Regions from separate parts of the Ovis canadensis genome. Here region 2 is linked to region 1. The links are chromatin contacts, called in public Hi-C maps. All regions are on one chromosome and are shown on one strand. Each heading gives the region's core, a stretch centred on a gene start, on an enhancer-like site or on the middle of the called end of the contact. The rest is flanking DNA. Distances are from core to core; before and after follow the strand shown. Region 1 holds the start of PELI1 (pellino E3 ubiquitin protein ligase 1). Region 2 overlaps PELI1 (pellino E3 ubiquitin protein ligase 1).

The links. A called contact is a pair of places that touch in the nucleus more often than the background predicts.
Region 2: a contact with region 1 is called in a Hi-C map of fibroblasts, with 2.7 times the contacts expected there. The contact joins the enhancer-like site here to the promoter of PELI1 in region 1. A contact is called at or near these places in 2 of 2 Hi-C or Micro-C datasets (fibroblasts and lung).

What each region holds. Positions count from the first base shown.
Region 1 is chr3:44,212,330-44,216,514 of ARS-UI_OviCan_v2, reverse strand. It overlaps PELI1 (pellino E3 ubiquitin protein ligase 1), which reads right to left and starts at 1,923. Exons shown (of 9, transcript XR_011255638.1): 1 at 1,421-1,923.
Region 2 is chr3:44,291,271-44,295,455 of ARS-UI_OviCan_v2, reverse strand. All of the region lies in intron 8 of PELI1 (pellino E3 ubiquitin protein ligase 1), which reads right to left. Among named protein-coding and RNA genes, the nearest start is that of VPS54, 49 kb to the left of the region's middle. Within about 2 kb of position 2,040, the one cell type or tissue checked has open chromatin away from gene starts, as enhancers often do. A contact at or near this core is called in fibroblasts, where this site is marked.

The sequences.
Region 1 (4,185 bases), core at 674-3,173:
ATGTTTTGAAAGATATAAATCTGATCACTCTGAGAAAACATTTTCTCTTTGTTAGTTACAAAGAAAACGCCATAAACTGAAACAAGAACTGGAGAAACTGAACCTTCTCCACAATTCAAAAATTTAAATTCACACTACTATGAAAAGTAAATAACAACAAAAACACTCTAATCTTTCTGCTCAATTAAGGTAACACATACACAATGTAGAAAAAGACAAAGCCAGTTCTTAAACAAAAGATCAGCTGCTGTGAAAAAATAACATTCTGCAGACTAAGAGAAGTACACCGTCTTCGAACCAAAACAAATAGATGACCTTTTCGTATATTTAAAGCTTCAGTTCTTGGCACAACCAGCACCTTATGGATAAAGCGCTCACTCAATTATCTGATGACTAAACGATGGGAAAGCTGTTGGTGCTATTAAAACCAAGACACATTTCCTTGTGTGCAGTGATTAAAATCTGTGAAGCCTACGTTAAAAAGTCTGTCCTCCCACCCCCATCCCCCATCCCTGCTAGTCTGCCTTGTAAGAAACCTACATGTACAAAAACCAAAACTAGATGGGTGAGTTTATGATCACAGTATTTTCCCCACTCCGGGCATTTTTCAAGAGACTTTTGAGGTTTTAAAATTCAAACACTATGTAAGAAGAGTTATGGTTTGAACTACCTAACAAGTACCCCGACCTCTTTTAGACTTTAGTTAGCCTATACGTAAAAGGAACATCTTTAACTTTTCCACGGGGCACTGGAGAACGAGTTCTTACTCATAAATGCTTTCAGGTCTTCAGACACCAGGTGCGGTGGAGGAGCAAGCTCTTCTGAACCTCAGTTTACCCACTTACAGAAACGGGCTTATTAACTTGTTTCGTCGGGGCCCCGGAGGTGTAATTAATTAATGTTTTTAAGTGCTCTGTGATCCAGAGATGAAAGGAAACGCGAGGGACACGCAGAGATGATGACAATAATCATAATAAAAAGAATGACTAACTTGGAAGTCTGTGTTATGTAAGGAAAGGAAAAAGAAGTTATCAGTTTCGCACAAACAAAAGAAAAGCCCACCACCCCTTTTGTTTCCCTTTGGTTTCGGTCTCGCTCCCAGCCCCCGCGGAGCTCCCCTCCGGCAGCTGGCGACCCTACCCCGGGCGCGGGGCTCGGACTTGGCCACCCTCGCGCCCGCTCCCAGGCAAAGGGGGAGGGCGCGCCGGGCAGGCTCCTGACAAAGGCGCTTCCTCCTGCGAGGGCGCGGGATGCCGGCGCCGCAAACTCCGCTCCCGGCCGCCTCCGGCGCGGGGGCGCGCAGGCGGGCGGGGAGAGCCGGCCGGCCGGCCGCCCCGGTAAGCCGCTGAGGAAGTTGCGCGCCTGCCTGGCCCGCACCCCTCGGCGGCCCCGCCGCGACCCCTCCTGCGGCCACACTCACCGGACAATTGCTGGTGGCCGGAATTCCCAGCACGGCCCCGAGACACGGAGCGAGGGGGGAGAAGTGTGCGTGCGCGGGCAGCGCGAGCAGACAGCCCGGCGTTCCGCCGCCGCCTTGTTCGCCAGCCGGCCGAGCCCAACGAGGGGAAGTTGGCCGCGGAGCCGAACGCTGGAGAAGCCGCGGGCGGAGGAAGAGCCGCGGGATCCGCCTTGTGATGCGCTCCAGGAGGGCTCGAGGCAAATCCGAACGCGCGGCGAGGCTGCTGCTGCTGCTGGAGGCGGCGGCGGCGGCGGCGCCCCCCGACGGTTCCACCGCCTCTGGGTCTCTGACCCACGCTCGGAGGGAGGGGAGGGGACTAGCGGGGGGGCGGGACTGGAGGGAGGGGACAGGGCAGGGCCACAGAGGGAGGCGGTGCGGCGGCGCCGAGCGGTCTCTTGGGAGTTGTAGTTCTCCTCAAGAAAAAAGCTGTACATTGTTGTTGAGGACGCGTCTGCGTTCGCTCTGCAGTGCGCATGCTCGGGAGGGAGGCTCGGCCCTACTGTTACTATGGTCACCGACACACTAAGGAAGGGAACGTGTTAAGCGAGGCTGCTGACTGAACAAGGCCCTCCTTGTGTTATGGTACTGTTAAGGATCCCACTTTTGGCTAGTCCTTTAACTTCGCTCCACCCCCAGCTTCTAGACTCATCACGCCAACTGCCCAGTGAAATCTGACTTCCTCACCATATCTCGGTCTTCCCTGCTGCTTAATTTTATCCCATAAATTCAGGATCACAAATACCCATTTCCCTCCCTTCCCGCAAATGTATCCTCTCTGCCTTAAATTTAAGGTTCTTTGTTTGTTTGTTGTTTAACCTAAGACTTGTAGAAAGGTGTTAGTCGTTCAGTCATGTCGGATTCTTTGTGACCCCAAGGACTGTGGCCCCCTTCAGGCTCCTTGGGATTCTCCAGGCAAGAATACTGGATTGGGTAGCCTGTCCCTTCTCCAGGGGATCTTCCTGACCTGGAGGTGGAACCCAAGGCTTCTGCATTGCAGATTCTTTACCATCTGAGCCACCAGTTGCTTCCGATATCTTAATTAATTACGTTATAAAAGGGTTAGGAGCATCACCACTGTCAGATTCCCATCATTTCTTCACGCAGTCACATCCAACTTTAAGGCCAGCAAAGGTAAAGCTCAAGGTTAAGATCACTGTATCTTACTTCATCCATGTTAAAAAATTTCTTAAATTTTAAGGCCTACAATTTTCAAGAAATACAAATTTTATAAAGTAGAAGTTCAAAAGATAAGTGGAAAGTTGAAAATTGTTTGCTGTACGTACATTGACCAACTTTCAGTTGGCAATAAGAGAAGTCTGAACCAAGGTCTGAGTATGCTTTGGGGCTGGTCAGCTAAGTCTACGCCCATGTGGGACAGCCAGGTGTGAAGAGATGGTGGACGAGGGTGGTGCAAGGCAGGACATGTTACTGGATTCCAGAGAACTAAAGGCAACCTATCCCAAGATCTTTTGTTTTCCTTCTCTGCCTACCTAGAACCCCATACTCTAGAAGAAAAGGACTAGCGTTTAGAAATCAGAAACACAGGAAAAGCTGCGGTTTTCAGGTAGAGAGTTTCAAGGTCAAGGATCCTTGTGTTTGCAGACCCCATGATTAATATTCAAAAAACAGTTATTGAGTATAGTATGTCTCAGGTACTTCTTCAGTTCCCAGAAATAGAGATACAGGAGCATAAAAGAAATATTTATTATTTTCAAAGTGCTTATTGTGCAGAGGAAGAGCCAGGTAAATAAACAAACTGCAATAAATACCTTAGTAGAAAAGTTTACCAGATGGTTTGGTACACACCTACCCCAGACTCATAGGGTCAAGAAATGATTCAAAGATCATTTAAACTTGAGTATGACTAGGAGTCGGTGTGTCTGTGTTCTTTGGTGGAGGAAGGAAAAGGGAGAAGTGAGAGCACTGTGGGCAGGGCTAGGGCTAGGGTTAGTACTAGAAGTGTGAGATCAAAGAATATTTTGGTCCATTAAAGAATTCATCATTGCTGGTGGTAGGATGGGATTAAACAGAATGGCTAGAGGAGAGAGGAAAAGGTAAAGGAGACAGATTGTGACGAATCTCGTATAATATGCAAAGAATGCAGGCTTTTCTAGAAGCAATGGAAAGTTGTGCCAGGATTGGAAGCAAATTTTAGTAAGATGTACATTTTATAAATGCATTTTATTCATTTAAAAAAAGATGAGAGCCTGAACTGGCACTGGCAGTGGCAGGAGACAGAACTGAGGGAAATCAGACACTATTTAAGTAAAAGAATTACTAGCACCTAGTGAGTCTATTACCTGTGACAGGGAGTGAAGGATGAAGAAAAGTTATCAGTTATGATGCTTTGGATTGCAAGCAGCAAAAATCCCAACTCTAACTAGCTTAACCAATAAACCAACATTGACTTGTCTAGATATGAAGTCCAGTGAAAAGATGGGCTACAGGGCTGAATGATTCAACAGGTCAGTGATGTCATTAAGGACATGCTTCTTTCTTGTTTCATTCCTCTTCTTTAGTGTTGGCTTTACAGTTGCCAGCAATTCTTGTGGCTGTGAGTTTCACCATCTAGGTCTAAGAAGAGAAGATGAGGAAGTCATTTTTGTAAACTCTTTCTAAAACTCTTTTAGAAAGGAGAGAAAACTCCTTTCTTAGAAGTCTCACCCAGTTGATTCATGGTGACCAGGGGATGGCATGAGTCTAATTATCTTAGGATAGAGAAATAT
Region 2 (4,185 bases), core at 791-3,290, 79 kb before region 1:
AGACTCTGTGACACCAGGAATGGAGAAGTATGTTTAACCTCATCTATTATGAGCAAGATGAAACCTAATTTTCTTGCATCTTTGTTCTAAAACATGTCACTCAGGGCTGAGCTTTAAAGTCCCTGCTTCACTGTTTGTGTAACTGTTCAGGACTTTCCAGGGTAGGAGTTATTCAAAACAAATTTTAGCCTATATCAAGGTAAGCTTAGCTTTTAGTTTTGAAAGTACAAGAAATACCTAAAGGTTGTGGGTAATTGTTTTATAGTGTGCCTGAAAAACCACTAATATTGCCTGTTTTTTTACATCTTGCCTCTGATCAGCCCTGCCTCTTCAGCTACACTTAAAAAGAAAGGAATCAGGTAAACAACTTTTAGCAATCAGGGAACCTTAAAATAGCAGTGATCTGTAGCAGGTTAAGCATACAGCAACACACATGCAATCATTCAAATTTTGTATGAGACTAACAATTTATACTTTGATCTGACTTGATTATTTGAAAAAGCTGCTTTTCAGCAGCATAAATATAGACACTAGTTCTGTCTTGCAGCCAAGTTTCTCATCAGAAAGCTACATTAACCTTATGATTCCCTTACATAGAAACTAGAAGCGGTAAACTTCTTCTGAACAGTAAACTAATAAAAAGGTATCCATGAATGCTTGTTGAGTTTAAAAATATTGTCTTTCTCCTTTTCCCCACTGGATGAACTTAGTTGGTTTCAGTCCACACTTATTTACTGTTTATTATGTGTCAAGCACTGTTTAATGCAAAAATACAGTGCTGAAGAAGGCAAACCAAGTCCCTGTCCAAGGAGGTTGCATTCCAAGTAAGGGCAGATAGGTAATAAACATTTAAACAAACAAATACTACTGTTTCAGGAACTGAGGGCTATTGAAGAAGATAAAATAGGGTAATACGGCCAATGGTACCTGAGGTGGGATGCAGCTGCTTGGTGACATCTGAATTGAGATCTGAAGGCTGAGAAGGAGGGAACAGTGTTACTGTCTAGGGAAGAGCTCTGCAAGCAAAGAAACAGTAAGTGCAAAGGACCTGGGGTCGAAACAAACCTGGTGTATTTGAGGCCAGAAAGGTGGCCTGGAGCAGAGTAAGAGGGAAGGCCTGGAAGAGAGGAGATGAGGCTGAAGAGGAAGGCAGAGTCAGGTCAAAGAGTGATAGGAAGCTACTGGAGGATTTAAAGCAGGGAAGCTGGGAAGTGATGATTTATATTTAATTAAGGATCTAACATATTTTAAAAAGAAAAGTCTGGCTTTGTGGAGAATAGATTGTAGAAGGTCAAACACAAAATTGGGGAGTCCAGGGAGGAGACGATGGCAGAGGTCCAGTGACAGATGCTGGTGGCGGCTGGGAGGAGGGTTTCAGCAGCAAGGCCGCTACTGGCCCACACATTGCTTTTGTGACAATTAGAAAAAGTCTCCCATTCCCTTTGGTGGTTCTGAATAGGAGATGAATTATATACGGAGTGCAAAGGAAAGAGAAGAGTCCAGAATGACTCAGGCTCGCACTGCCTAACTGGGTGGAAACCGGTAGAATCAGGAGTTCAGTTTTGTTTATGCTCACTTTGAGGACCATGAAGTTTTTGTATGAAATTAGTGTACCCTAATCGCAACTGAAAACTTAGTAACTTTTACCACCCTGACACTGGCTTTCCCCTCAGCCCTGGGAACCTTATGCTGATATCATGGAGATAACATTTGTGAGATATTCTCCCAGCGTGTTTGCTTTCTCAGTAAACCCTGGCTCTATGGCTCCTCCACCCAGTGAGTCAAGGACATGCTTTGAGTCATGGGGAGGAAGGAACCCAGCCAAGAATGGGTAAGTCATCATTTAGCTTTGAGTTTCAAAATAGGATTGAAAAAAAGTCATAGCAAGACAATAGATTGAAATTAAGTGCTTCTGATTTGTAAAAGCCAGACTTTGCTGAAAGAAAAAAAAAAAATATGTTTGTATACACAGATGAGGCAGAGCTTGGAGAACTGCCCCTGAGCAGGTCACAGACGGTGCCAGGAAGAAACACAGGATGTGACGTCAGAGCCATTTTCCCATGACTGGAAGAGAAAAGTTTAAGCAGCTTGCAGGAAGCTATGAGAGTCAGAGGTTATGAGCACAGGGTTGCCCCAGATGAGGGGTGACCGGAGCCCTAAGGCAGGAGAGCTGCTGGCTTTCCCTTTGGAACTGGGCCAACTACAGAGAAGAAGAAATGCGACGGTTGGGTAATGAGAGGCCTTGAGAAGTGCTCCCCGTTTCCCGGCCTGTGTGCAGTCTACAGCAGATCCCCTGGGAGGACAGTGAAGGCTGAAAGGATGAATGGGGCTGTAATGGGCCTGGCCTTGGGCCAAGAAGGTAAAGGTATGTGACCTTTACCACTGATGATCACGGTGGAGACTGTGGCTGTCAGGAGCTGGAATGAACACAGCCCAAAGGCCAGAGAGAACAATTTCCTCACCATGCTCTCTTCCCTTGTATCTCCCCTGTAGCATGCCTTCCACCTGGGCAACCATTTGGGAAAGGGAATGGGGAGAGGAGAACCCTAGGATGAGGGAGAAACCCTGAAAGGTGCAGTGATTTCCCAAAAGAGACTGTTTTGAGCCTAAAAGTGTGCATGCTAAGTCACTTCATTCATGTCTGACTCTGTGACCCTACGGACTGTAGCCCACCAGACTCCTCTGTCCTTGGGATTCTCCCAGCAAGAATATTGGAGTGGGTAGCCATGCCCTCCTCCAGGGCATCTTCCCGGCTCAGGGATCAAACCCATGTCTCTTATCTCCTGCCTTGGCAAGTGGGTTCCTTACTACTAGTGCTACCTGAGAAGCCCAAATCTAAAAGAGGCTTCTTTAATCAGCAAGGTCAAGTGTTTTCCACCTGCATCAGCAATGGGGGCTTTTTAGCAAGAAGTCATGATATACAATAAAGTTACCATATGTATTTTTGTAAATCTGATTTATTAAGCGTATCCATTACAAGGCTGCTACCTTAGGAAGGTATCTTTACTGAATGAAGACAATTTAGCTTATGTACCTCAGCTTATAATGGGGGTGGGGTGGGGAGCAGAGAGGGCAGGGATTGATTTTGTCAGTATTGGTTGCCTCCAGAGACGGTAGCTGGGGGACAGAGAAGAGAGAGATTTATTTTTCACTGTACACCTTTTGTAACTTTTGCATTTGTACCACGTTTAAGCATTAACTATTCAAAAAATAAAGTAAAATGGGAAAAATAAAAGCTTTTGAAATGAAAAAAAATGTAGATGCACAGAATCTAACATTCAGTGCTTGACAATTAACAGTCAGTACTTTTTATCTCACCAGGAATCTTTGGGCCACTCCTCCTTGGTGCACCCTGGGGTTGTTACTTTCATTTGTGCTTGTGTTGTCTTTGTAAGCTATCTTGCCCCTCCATCTAGCCCATGACCCATCTGTGTTTTCGTACCCCAAACACAGTACCGCACATCCTGTAGGCAGACCATCCACTGTCTGGGGGAAAACAATCCCACTGACCAGTCAGTTTTGCCTGCCGTCCTGGATTGAGGGGTGGAATGGATTGATGAGGGCTGGAACTGGTTATTTCAGACTGGCATCAAGTAGGAATGGGGACTCAGTGGAAAGGATTTGAGTACTGGAGTCAGACTCACTAGGACTTACCTCTGCCAGCTACTGACTCATGGCCTTGGGTGAGTCTTCAGTTTCTTCTAAACATTAGAGTTAATACAAACCTCACTGGGTTATCCTAGTACAATGCTAGAGCTGTTCTGATTACCCTTGACCCCCAGTCCAAGAAAAGACAGGAGATTAATTTTTATAAAATCTTATGTCCAGCCAAACTCAGGGTACCCATTCTCCGTTTTCTTTGGTTTCTTCTCAAGACAGTCATCTACCTCATCTTTTACTCTCATTCACAACTTTCCTAGACTTTTACTACCTTGGCCCAATCTTCCTTTGCTTCTCTTTTCTATTAATGTATTTTCACTTGCAAGTAACAGGTAACTCAAGTCTAACCAATTTGAACAATAAGGGTATTTTCTGACTCAAGGGACTGAACATCAGCTGTGGAAAAGGCCTTGAGTTGGTTGCATTTCAGAATTACTACTACTACTAAGTCGCTTCAGTCGTGTCCGACTCTGTGCGACCCCACAGATGGCAGCCCACCAGGCTCCCCCATCCCTGGGATTCTCC